Regions from separate parts of the Zea mays genome. Here region 2 is linked to region 1. A link is a contact called in public Hi-C data. All regions are on one chromosome and are shown on one strand. The core of a region is the stretch at or near the end of the contact, and the rest is flanking DNA. Distances in the headings are between cores, read along the strand shown. Region 1 holds the start of LOC100282263 (protein YIP1). Region 2 holds the start of LOC100284768 (organic anion transporter).

The links. Hi-C and Micro-C count contacts between places; a contact is called where the count stands out from the background.
Region 2: a Hi-C map of endosperm shows a contact between it and region 1, with 1.8 times the contacts expected there. The contact joins the promoter of LOC100284768 here to the promoter of LOC100282263 in region 1. A contact is called at or near these places in 2 of 25 Hi-C or Micro-C datasets (ear and endosperm).

Annotation. Positions count from the first base shown.
Region 1 is chr9:144,108,729-144,113,975 of Zm-B73-REFERENCE-NAM-5.0, reverse strand. It overlaps LOC100282263 (protein YIP1), which reads left to right and starts at 2,682. Exons shown (of 2, transcript NM_001155175.2): 1 at 2,682-3,541. The coding sequence starts at 2,745. The coding sequence ends at 3,521.
Region 2 is chr9:144,401,655-144,407,209 of Zm-B73-REFERENCE-NAM-5.0, reverse strand. LOC100284768 (organic anion transporter) reads left to right here and starts at 4,124. Exons shown (of 4, transcript NM_001157663.2): 1 at 4,124-4,866. The coding sequence starts at 4,378. It overlaps LOC100273905, which reads left to right. Exons shown (of 12, transcript NM_001148297.1): 12 at 1,535-1,970.

The sequences.
Region 1 (5,247 bases), core at 1,433-3,932:
GATCACCGAAGAACTTGCGCGACACATCCTAAAGGAGACGACGGCGTGGAGGAAGTCCATGGTGGTGTACACCGCGATGAGGGAAGTGGCGACGACGGGGCACGGGTCGCGGCGATGGGGATGTCTCAGTAGAGGGTGTAGAGGTGGATGAGACGGAAACGACGCGGGTGGCATGGTAGACCTATGCGTCTGTGTGGGGCCGCGGAAGGCATCACGCACGAGGGCGAGGGTGAGGGCATGTTGTGGTCTACATTAGCTTAATAGGTATCCAATGCAGGTACACGATCACAAACATGACTTTTTTATACTCATGAGAAAAAACTCTTTGTGTTGAGAATCAACCCCGCACCCTGTGCCCACGGGTACAAACTCACACTCAAAATTGTACCCTATGGAATTTTTACCCGCAAGCACATGGGTAAATTATGACAATTGCCATCCCTATGGACTAAGAGTAAGAGATGGGCGAGTTTGGGACAATGTTAATTGACCTAGCGACAGTGCTAGCATCGTTGGTGCGGGAAGGAAGAGGACATGATGGGGAGCGGTGCTAGCGGCTACGATGCAGGGAGAGAGGATGGGGTGTGAGACGACGTGAAGAGGACGAGGGCTCGATGGGGTGACGACCGAGAAAGGAAAGGAGCGATGAGGGATTCCGAGAAGTGGCGTAGGAGATTTTTGCAAGAATATCAAAATGAGGGTGCAAACATCGAGCCACGAATGGGGCAGTGGTGCTGCGGGTGCCTCTGGTGGGAGCGGAGGTGAGCTTTTAATAGAAGAGATATGTACACAAACTATTTTCATGTCCTTTTTATTTTTACTTAATTACTCGCAATAACCATTGGTCGGTAGTTAGGGCATCTAAATAGCCCTTAAGTCAGTCTCCAGCAATATCATCTATATCTTCATTTACGGTGTTTTCTAAAAGATTATTTCCTCTACATCTCATTACTCTCTCACAACATCTTCTATATCAAGTCCTCTATACATAAATACATGTCTTAGAGGCATATTGTTTTTCTAAATTTTTGTATATATTATTTGTCGTACTCTCAAATATTCTATACATATTTCAGTTTTGATTAATCTATTGATTAAATTATTAAAATGGATAAAAGAGAGAACCTCTCTACATAGAGGTCGGAGGAATACCATCTATATTTAGAGGATGCTACTAGAAGGTATAATGGAAATAATCTTTTCTATATATAGCGTAGAGAACCATTTGCGGTTGTTGTTGGAGTTTATCTAAGTAGCTAAAAGTTGACTTATTTTTTAATAGAAATGTTCACCCTAGGTCCTTTCCACAAAAGCACCTAGTAAGGTCTATAACACATTTCAACCCTTTTGTTTAAGAGCATCTCTAACATGGTGCTTCAAAATAGTGCCTTAAAAATTAAAATATTACATCATTTAAACGGTTTAGGGTGCTAAAACAAACTAAGCTTTAAGCCCTAAACTATATATTTTAGGAAATAAATTACATTATTAGAAAAGAAAAGGTTTATGATGATATAGAAAATAAGAATATAGTATTACTTGAGGTATAGTATATTTGAGTCACTTTAGTATGTATTATATTTTTTGACATTTTTTTATAAAATATGATATCGCTAGAACTGTTTTAGGGATTAAGCTTTAGGGCATGTATAATCTCTTGAGGGATCCTTAGGGGATAAGTGAAAAAAAAATTAAGAGAAGAGCTTTTCGCGAATAGCTTGTCTGTTCATGACTTTATATATATATATATAGTTTTCTAACTACATTTATGATCTAGGGGTTTATGATTGTATGTTGTATCATATAATTTCTACTGTCTCTAATGTTTAGAAAATTGATCCAATGGCTAACAGTTGTAGTGACTTTAGGCTATCCTTAATTGTAGTTTCATGATGGTTTCATACATATTTAATAGTATGCCATCAATATTTTAGATGACAATGACATAATATTTAAGATAAATGAGTTTTATGAGGATGAAATTATGTCAACTCATTTTTAAGGTCTTGGAAACCGTGTGAAACCTATATTTTGAGTGATTTGTTTATGAAACAGTGAAATAAATTTTTTTATTCAAAGACATTGTTTCGTCCTTAGTTTTATATACTTTTGATGACGTGACAACAATGCTGGAAAAAATGTTATGAAATGGCAATTCAGAATAGCCTTAGGGCCCCTTTGGTAGGGCTTATTTTTCAGCTTCGGCTCTGGCTCATGTAAAAGTTGTGCCAAATACCTCTTTTTTAAATGGCTTCACCAGTGAAGTGCTTTTCCAAAATGAACTAGAGGGCATGAGCCAAAAAAAGTGGCTCACCCGGCTTCAGCTCACGTCATTTTTGCACAATAGCCCTCCCACCAGTCCAAATTATTTTTTTTTGGTCCTGCCCTCAATCCCTAGCCACGTACAGAAGAGATAAACTATACAAGGGTCTTTCTGAAAAACAACCTATAAGCCGTTTTGCCAAATGATTTTTCAGAATAGCTTTGGCTCATCTAAAGAAGTGGCTTCACCTCGTGAGCCAGAGCCAAAGCCGTTTTTGAGAAGCCAGAGCCCTGCCAAAGGGGACCTTACAGTCATTCTCTAATAATAACGACGAATTACAAGAAAAAAAAGAAAAAAAAAATAAAACAATAGCCGGAAGCCGAAGTACAGCGCTGTCGCGAACGCTCCGGTCCTATACTCCTCCTGACATCGATTCCCGCACTACCTAGATCTCGAACTCCCACCATCGCCGCCGCCGCCCATGGCGAAGGAGTTCCCCGTGCCACCGGTGGTCTTCACGCCGTCCACCCCAACACACCGCCGCCACCCTCCCCCGGGCATGGGGGTCTCCCCTCCGCCCGCGTTCGCGCCGCCACGTCCCTCCACCTCATCCGCCGCCAACCCGCTCCCTTTCATGTCGTTCGATGTCTCAGCTGCCGCGGCCTCCTCCTCCTCTGCGCCGCCCCTCTTCGCGGGGCCTATCGGTGTCGGCGGTTCCGGCGCATCCTTTGAGGACGAGCCGCCGCTCCTCGAGGAGCTCGGTATCAACACGCGCCAGATCTGGCGGAAGACGATCTCCATCCTCCACCCATTCCGCTCCACCGACCCCTCCCTCCACGCCGACGCCGACCTATCGGGCCCGTTCCTCTTCCTCCTCTCCTTTGGACTCTTCCAGCTCCTCGCGGGGAAGTTCCACTTCGGGATCGTGCTCGGTTGGGTCACCGTGGCGTCCCTCTTCCTCTACTTCGTCTTTTCCATGCTCTCGGGCGGCCGCCGCGGGGACCTCGATCTTTACAGATGCGTTAGCCTAGTGGGCTACTGCATGCTGCCCATGGTCATCTTCTCTGCTGTGTCCCTCTTTCTGCCGCGCGGTGGCGGGTTCATATTTGGAGTAGGGATGGCGTTCGTGATATGGTCCACCAGGGTCTGCACCAGGCTACTAGGAGAGCTTGCTTCCAGCGGAGACGAGCACAGGGGCCTCATCGCTTATGCGTGCTGGCTCGTCTACATGCTCTTCTCATTGCTCGTCATCTTCTGATACCGTTTATGGCATGGAAGGTATGCTTGGACAACTATACTAGACCATGAATTATTTAATTTGATCATTGTTGTTATATGCACCACAGCACTAGTTACCTGTGTAAACATCAAAGGTAGTCATTTTAACTCTGATTTAGGTGTGAGTGTGATACACAATTATTGTGATTTGAGGAGAAATGAAAAATGTAGACACATATTTGATTTTATACCAACCAACCAACATTTAGCCACTTTAATCTTGATTTAACAAGATATGAGTTTGTCGAGGCTGTTATTCTGTTCTTTTCCTTTGAAACCTCATATGTAGAGTGGGATTAATCAACTAGCGTTGTATTCATCATACACAGACGTGTGTGTGTGCGCGCGCGCGGGCGGGCGGGCGTGCGTGCGTATGTTTATTACAATCTTGCATGCGAGAGAACCTAAGGCGTCGGGAGACCCGAGCGAGCATGCATGGCGATGTGCTCTCGGCGGAGTCTGTTACAGCATGCGACAGTTGAGATGCGCAAGAATCGGAGGCTGCTCTGATGTTATCTGAACGTCTGCTGACACCCCCCCTGCAGTGTTGACCTTTTCGTCGTGGATGGAGAGACTGCCATGGAAATCTTGGAACAACGCCGAAGGCAGACCCTTGGTAAATATGTCGGCGAGGCGGGCGCTCGGAATGTGCGTGACGTAGAGTTCACCGACCTTCTCCCGAATGAAATGAATGTCGAGCTCAATATGTTTGGTTCGATGATGATGAACGAGATTCCTGCTCATGTAGACTGAGGATATGTTATTGCAGAAGGCGACCATGACAAAGGTGAGTTTGACGTGGAGTTTGCCGAGGAGGTGCCGCAACCAGGAACATTCAACCACTGCGTTAGCAATGGCACGGTATTCCGCTTCAGCGCTGGACCGTGATACTATTGTTTGTCGTTTGGATGACCATGAAACGAGGGAGTTGCCGAGGAAGACGCAAAATCCCGAGGTAGAGCGCCGAGTGTCGGGGCGACCGACCCAGTCGGCGTCGGAATATGCAGTGATGGACGACGAAGGGGCAGTGCGCAGCTGGATGCTGAGCTTTATGGTGCCCTTGATGTATTGGAGGATGCGCTTGAGCATGGTGTAATGCACATCCCGTGGCACATGCATGTGTAAGCAAACCTGCTGCACGGCGTACGCAATATAGGGTCGTGTGATGGTCTGATACTGCAATGCACCCGCGATGCTGCGGTAGGACATCGAGTCAGCAAGGAGCGCGCCATCAGTCGCATAGACCTTCTGATGAGTGTCAGCCGTAGTAGGAACGAGCCGACAGTTCGACATCCCGTCGTGGCCCAGAAGCTCCGTGGCGTACTGAGTCTAGTTGAGGAAGAAGCTGTCCCGGTGACGTTGAACCGAAATGCCGAGGAAGTGATGAACTGGGCCCATGTCTTTCACAGCGAAGACATAGTGGAGCTTGGCGATGATGTGTTGAAGGAGACGTGTCGTCGAGGCGGAGAGGATCATGTCGTCGACGTACAATCGGAGATATGCCGTCTCGTCATGATGGTGGTACACGAAGAGGGAGGTGTCGGCCTTCGACTGGAGGAAAGGTGGCGTGACTAACAAAGCGGTCAAACCAGGCCCGTGGAGCCTGACTCAGACCATAAAGAGATCTAGAGAGGAGGCAAACATCATTGGGGCATTGTGGATCAACAAAGCTTGTTGGCTGTAGACACGTTCGTGCATGTGTCCAT
Region 2 (5,555 bases), core at 2,875-5,374, 290 kb before region 1:
TGTTGGACAGAAGATAACCTGTCAAAACATGGGCTGCTGCACCACCGTCTTTGCCTCCTTTGTGATCAAGATGTGGAGAATATACAACACAAATGGAAAAATAAACAGAATAACTGTGTGGCACTGTTTTTAATCGAGATTCGGTCTAGACTACTTTGGCTGGCCTGCCAATTCTTTTCTCTCCCCCGCAAGCGCATTAGGCCGAAACTTGGGCTGGGCTGGGCCATGAAAGCCTCCTTTGCCTGGGCTGAAATGGCTCCAATCTCCCTACGCTCTCGGATCGGAATCGGACGGTCATCCCTCACTGGTATTCGTCCTGGCTAGGTATAAAACATGTTATTTTTGGTCGAGGGAAACCCTAAAACATTTTCTTTTTGCCCTGCGTGGCGTTCTCCACTCTCCTCTCCCTCTCCCGAGCACCTCTCCTTCCTCCACTTTCTCCCCAACTCCGGTGAGCGAGAGTGTGGTCACGACACAATCATGGCGCTGCCCGTGGGGCCAATCGTCGGTGCGCGAGCTCCCCTTCGGGGTGAGCATGTCACCGTCGAGCGACCTCTTGGCGGTGCCCTAGTGTCCTGTGCGTGGCGTTATGTACCGGTGGCTGCGTTGTTTCTACCCAGTCGTCTGCAAACAAGTAAGCTCTTACCCTTTCCCCTTTTTCCTGTTTGTGTGCTCGTGGTATAGGGTTACGGTTGGGGTTCTGGGAAAAAACAGTGATGGTTCTCTCTTCACTGTCTTCCTCTCGTTTTCTAATGGATGAATGTGAGGCTTTTGGAGGATTTGTTCGGGTTCACCCCTAAAACGATGGTTTAGACACATCAAGGGTTAAGGTTCGGGCACCAACCTCGCTTTGGTACCATTGTTGGATCATTATAAGATCTTGTACATAAAATCTAGCTACTAGATACCTAAGAACTCATAGGTATACATTCGGGGTTGGATGCTGACACCATTAGGGTGATGTAGCTTCTCTCTGAGGCGTCGAGGTAGGGTGGTGGTCTTTTTCTTCACTAACCGCGTAGGAGATAGATCGAGACTTGCTAGAGGTGTACGAGAGAGGAGGCTATGGTGAACCTATCTGTTAATATACGCAGGTGTGAAAGTTGGAGTCCAGATCGATCTCTTGACCAAACCGGATGAGATCAACCTAAGGGCCTGTTCGCTTCTCCCGGAATGAACCAGGATTCGTTCCAGCTCATCAAAATTTATATAAATTAGAGAAGTAATCCGGCTAGGAACTATTCCAGAGCTTCAATCCGTGAGAACCGAACAGGGCCTAAGGGCCTGTTCGTTTACTCCGGAACGGTTCCATTGCAACCGTTCCGGTTGGAATGATATGTTTATTTGTACTAGTATTGATTAGTTGGAATAGTTCCTAGCCACAATCCGACCCAACCGAACAGGGCCTAATAGATAGTTCTAGAAAATTATAGATATGGAAAGGTGTATGACATGCTACTAAATTTTCTTTTAAACAAATACTTCTATTTATTTCTCAAGGATCTAATTGATCCTCAAATGTCTTTTGATCTAGGATTAGCAGGAATGGACGAAATGGTTTGAGTTGGTTCTCTGAGCAGGTTGACAAGTGAGGACCTCTATGAAGCTGATGCTAACATTTACAGAGCAAAAGGATCTATATTAGAGCAGTATAGAAGGGTGGATGTGAGGCTTACATTGGTTGTGAGCTTGAAAGGGAATTTGTTGTTTGGCTGGTGAGGTTCTTTTGACTTCTGATGCAACGAGGATAGCTGAAATAGCAATCTTCTTCAATGTCTTATTATGCGGGAGCTTGAAAATACTTCAATTTATAAGTTTATAGGTTTTCATGTTGGAGCATCTTTGTCATGGTAGCATGTAGGTTGCTAAAATAGTCAGTGGAATAATGAGACAATGTCTAAGAACACTTGTCTTTTTTTTAGGACAGTATAATAAGAACTGACGTTTCCATGTCCATATGGACGTTCCACAAAAATCTTATTTGCTGTCATGATGGGCTCTATTCATCTGGTGGTGGCCAAACCTCTGCCAAACTTTACTTCTGTAGGAGAAAATAATTTGTTGCTCCTTGTACTTTTCTATTGATGAAACGGAATTTGGTGCCCCTTGTTTGCCTTGATCTGTGCCAGGTCAAATTGGGCTGTTCAAGTTGCCGAGTACCTGACTACAGCTTAGCAGCTGCTACTTCTGTACTGTAACTAGTAGTATATTACCAAGTGTTGGCGCAGAGAATATTCCTCCGGAGCCTTTTTTTTTCTCTGGAAGAAACATTCGACCGTACCACATGTCCTCGGCTCCTCGCTTAGTATATTGTTATGCTCCTGCCCACGATCTACCATGTGCTTCAGGCCCCGGTTGATTCTGCCGTGGAATCCTTCGTTACTTTTACACGAGGTCAAAGAATATGTCAGGACCTACCGGTTTGCCAATTACTGTATTGTAGTGTCGTTCCATCACGAGGCATCAGATCAGAGACCCGAAGTTTGGAGTTTGGAAGAAGCTGAGTCAAAGGGGGCTGGTACACATGGCCTGATGACGTGTTTAGGTTTCTTTAGATCTTTGAAGAAATGGTCTCCCTTGCATTGACGGCTTCCCGTTTGCGTACAGTTCGTCCTCTCTTTCCCTGCTGGTTATCGTACGATGAAAGCATGTATTTTATGAGGTGGATGTGGATCCGAGCCTGGAGCTGACCCCATCCACACATAAAGGCGATGAGTAGGATGAAGCGTTCCTCCGGAATTGGGACTTGGGAGCACCCGGAATATGCCGTCTCCGCTCAGCACAGTCACCCGGGCCACTTCTCACTTGAGCTTTATCGCTTTTTACGATGCTGAAATCTAACTGGCCTTTACCCATAATTTCTTCCTATTTCACCTTCTCGTGCACAGTTGCAACAACGAATGAGCCAGCCTACCACCACAGTCCACACTCCACAGGTCAAGGTCAGTATAGTAGTAAGCAGAACGGCCGCGGACACGTCAGCAAGTCACTGTTGAGTGTTAACTCGAATGACAGGAATGAGATGGGTTGGTGGCAGCGAGACACCTTCCTGGCTTCCTCCAGATGGCAAGCACGCGGAACCCGAGCGACGCGCCACGGGCTCACGTCGCCGTGGGGTCGGGTCGTATTCGGCGTAGAGTTTTGTCAAGCACTCGAGCTGCTTTGGCGCGTTGCTCTGCTCGTGCGGGATCAGGCGACCGTATCCGTGTCACCGAACCACCGGACCGGGTCGGCACTCGGCAGGGCACGAACTAGGCAAGTTGTTGGTCTTGAGCAAATCGTAGCCGTCGCAGCAGCCGACGCACCTCGCAGCTCCGCTATTGTAGCTATTTTTTTTTAGCTGTAGAAAGACCCGATCAGCGGGGGTGCGGAGCTGGGTTAGGTCCGTGAGCGGTGAGCCGGTGCTGTCATGCTCGGCCGCCGAACGAATTTCCATGTCGTTGCACGCCTCCTCGCCAAACTTCTGACTTCTGACCAAACGCACCCGTAGATCTTGTAGTCTTTGCAGCTCGTTAGGATTAATGATCGCTACGAGTAGGAGGCTACTGGTTTTAAAATTTTGTATGCTCGTACTTATCTTAGTAAGAGCTAGTTTGGGAACACCGTTTTCCCAAGGGATTCCAATTTTCCCAAGGGAAAATGAACTAATTTCCCTTGGGAAAATGGAAATCTCTTGGGAAAACGGTGTTCCCAAACTAGCCCTAAGTAACTATTTTTTTCCCCACAGCAAAGCTTCAACACACGAATTTGAGGTGGGCTTTACACAGAAGAAAGGGAGGATGGTTCATGATATGTTTGAATTGATTTCCAGTCTCACTACTATGTAGCTCCAAACTAGTAGTAGAGCGTCTTATAGTCTCCATCTATTTGGTTGACAAATTTCATGCATAGTTTGGAAATAAAATCCTTGCTCATCTATCTATAAGGGCAAGGGTACGGTTACATTTGCAAATGTGAAATTCGAAACAAAAAAAAGAAGAAACAGCTAAACGCCCGAGCCCCGGCTAATATGAAATGATTTAAAACAAACATAAAACCCAAAGTAACCAACCTCTGACCTGGAGCTCTGGATTAACGAAAAAGCACACCGGAAACACAAGGCAAAAAAGATATCCATCTCCCCTCCGTTCTCACCACCGACAGCCGGACACGCCTCGTCTCGTCCCCGCTCCCATAAACGCAGAGGCTCACGCAGACGCCTCGCTCCCGTGCCAACGAGCCAAGCCCAAACCCACCACCAATTCAACCGCGACCCAGCCCACCGCCCCGCACGCCATTCCCACCTCCTCCCCCCTCACCACTCAGATCTCCCCGCGCGCCCGCGCGCGAGCTCGTTCGTGCGCGGCCGCCGGCGTTGGCGACGACGACCGAGGAGCCATGGCTGCCAAGGGCGGCGCCACGCCGTCCCCCGGCGGCACGGGGCCCGCGGCGGGGAACGGCCGCCTCTTCACGGTGGGGCTAGTCACGGCCTGGTACTCCTCCAACATCGGCGTGCTCCTGCTCAACAAGTACCTCCTCAGCAACTACGGCTTCAAGTACCCCATCTTCCTCACCATGTGCCACATGTCCGCCTGCGCCCTGCTCTCCTACGCCGCCATCGCCTGGCTGCGCGTCGTGCCCATGCAGCTCGTGCGCTCCCGCGTCCAGCTCGCCAAGATCGCCGCGCTCAGCCTCGTCTTCTGCGGCTCCGTCGTCTCCGGGAACGTCTCGCTGCGCTACCTCCCCGTCTCCTTCAACCAGGCCGTCGGCGCCACCACGCCCTTCTTTACCGCCGTCTTCGCGTACATCATGACCGTCAAGCGCGAGTCGTGGATCACCTACCTCACCCTCGTGCCCGTCGTTACTGGAGTCATCATCGCCAGCGGCGTAAGTTGCTGCCTGCTCCGTCTCTGTCTTCTGTTTTCTCAGTAGATCTGTTGGAGTCGGGATTGGATCTGAGTGGAATCCGGGTTTGGCTGCCTCGGATTGCAGTAGTGGGATGGAGCTGACGAGAACAGGTGGATCTGTCATCTGACTATAATTGGACACAAACGGCAGCCTCAGTTCATTGGATGGTGATCCCTTCGTTGGGAACAGATTTTTGGGATTATCAGATGGAAACCATTCACTGTGTGTCAGGGTGCCTGTAGATGTTACCTCAGGCGTCGGCTATCATCTGATGGCATGGGGCCAAGTGATCAACTGGCATAACAGCTACTCACTATCTATGTGATCAGCTAGAGACTAATCCAGTTAACCAAAACCACCGGATCCAGCTAGACCGAGCTTTTACAGGGGTAGCTCGTTTTCCCCCCCTGCCGAAACCATGTCTGGAAACTGTGGATTTGCAAGTTAACAACAACAATAGCAACAAAATATTTTAGTTCCAAACAAGTTGAGATAGGCTAGAGTTAAAACCCAACCAAAGGTTTAGGCACGTGAATATCTGTTTTTCATTTGTTTCTATTTAAAGCTAATCCTTTGGGTGTATTCCATCATTTCGTGTAAAAAATCCCCTAAAGAACCACAATTATATCTACGGTTGGATAACGATCTAACAGACCAGGATGCTCGCT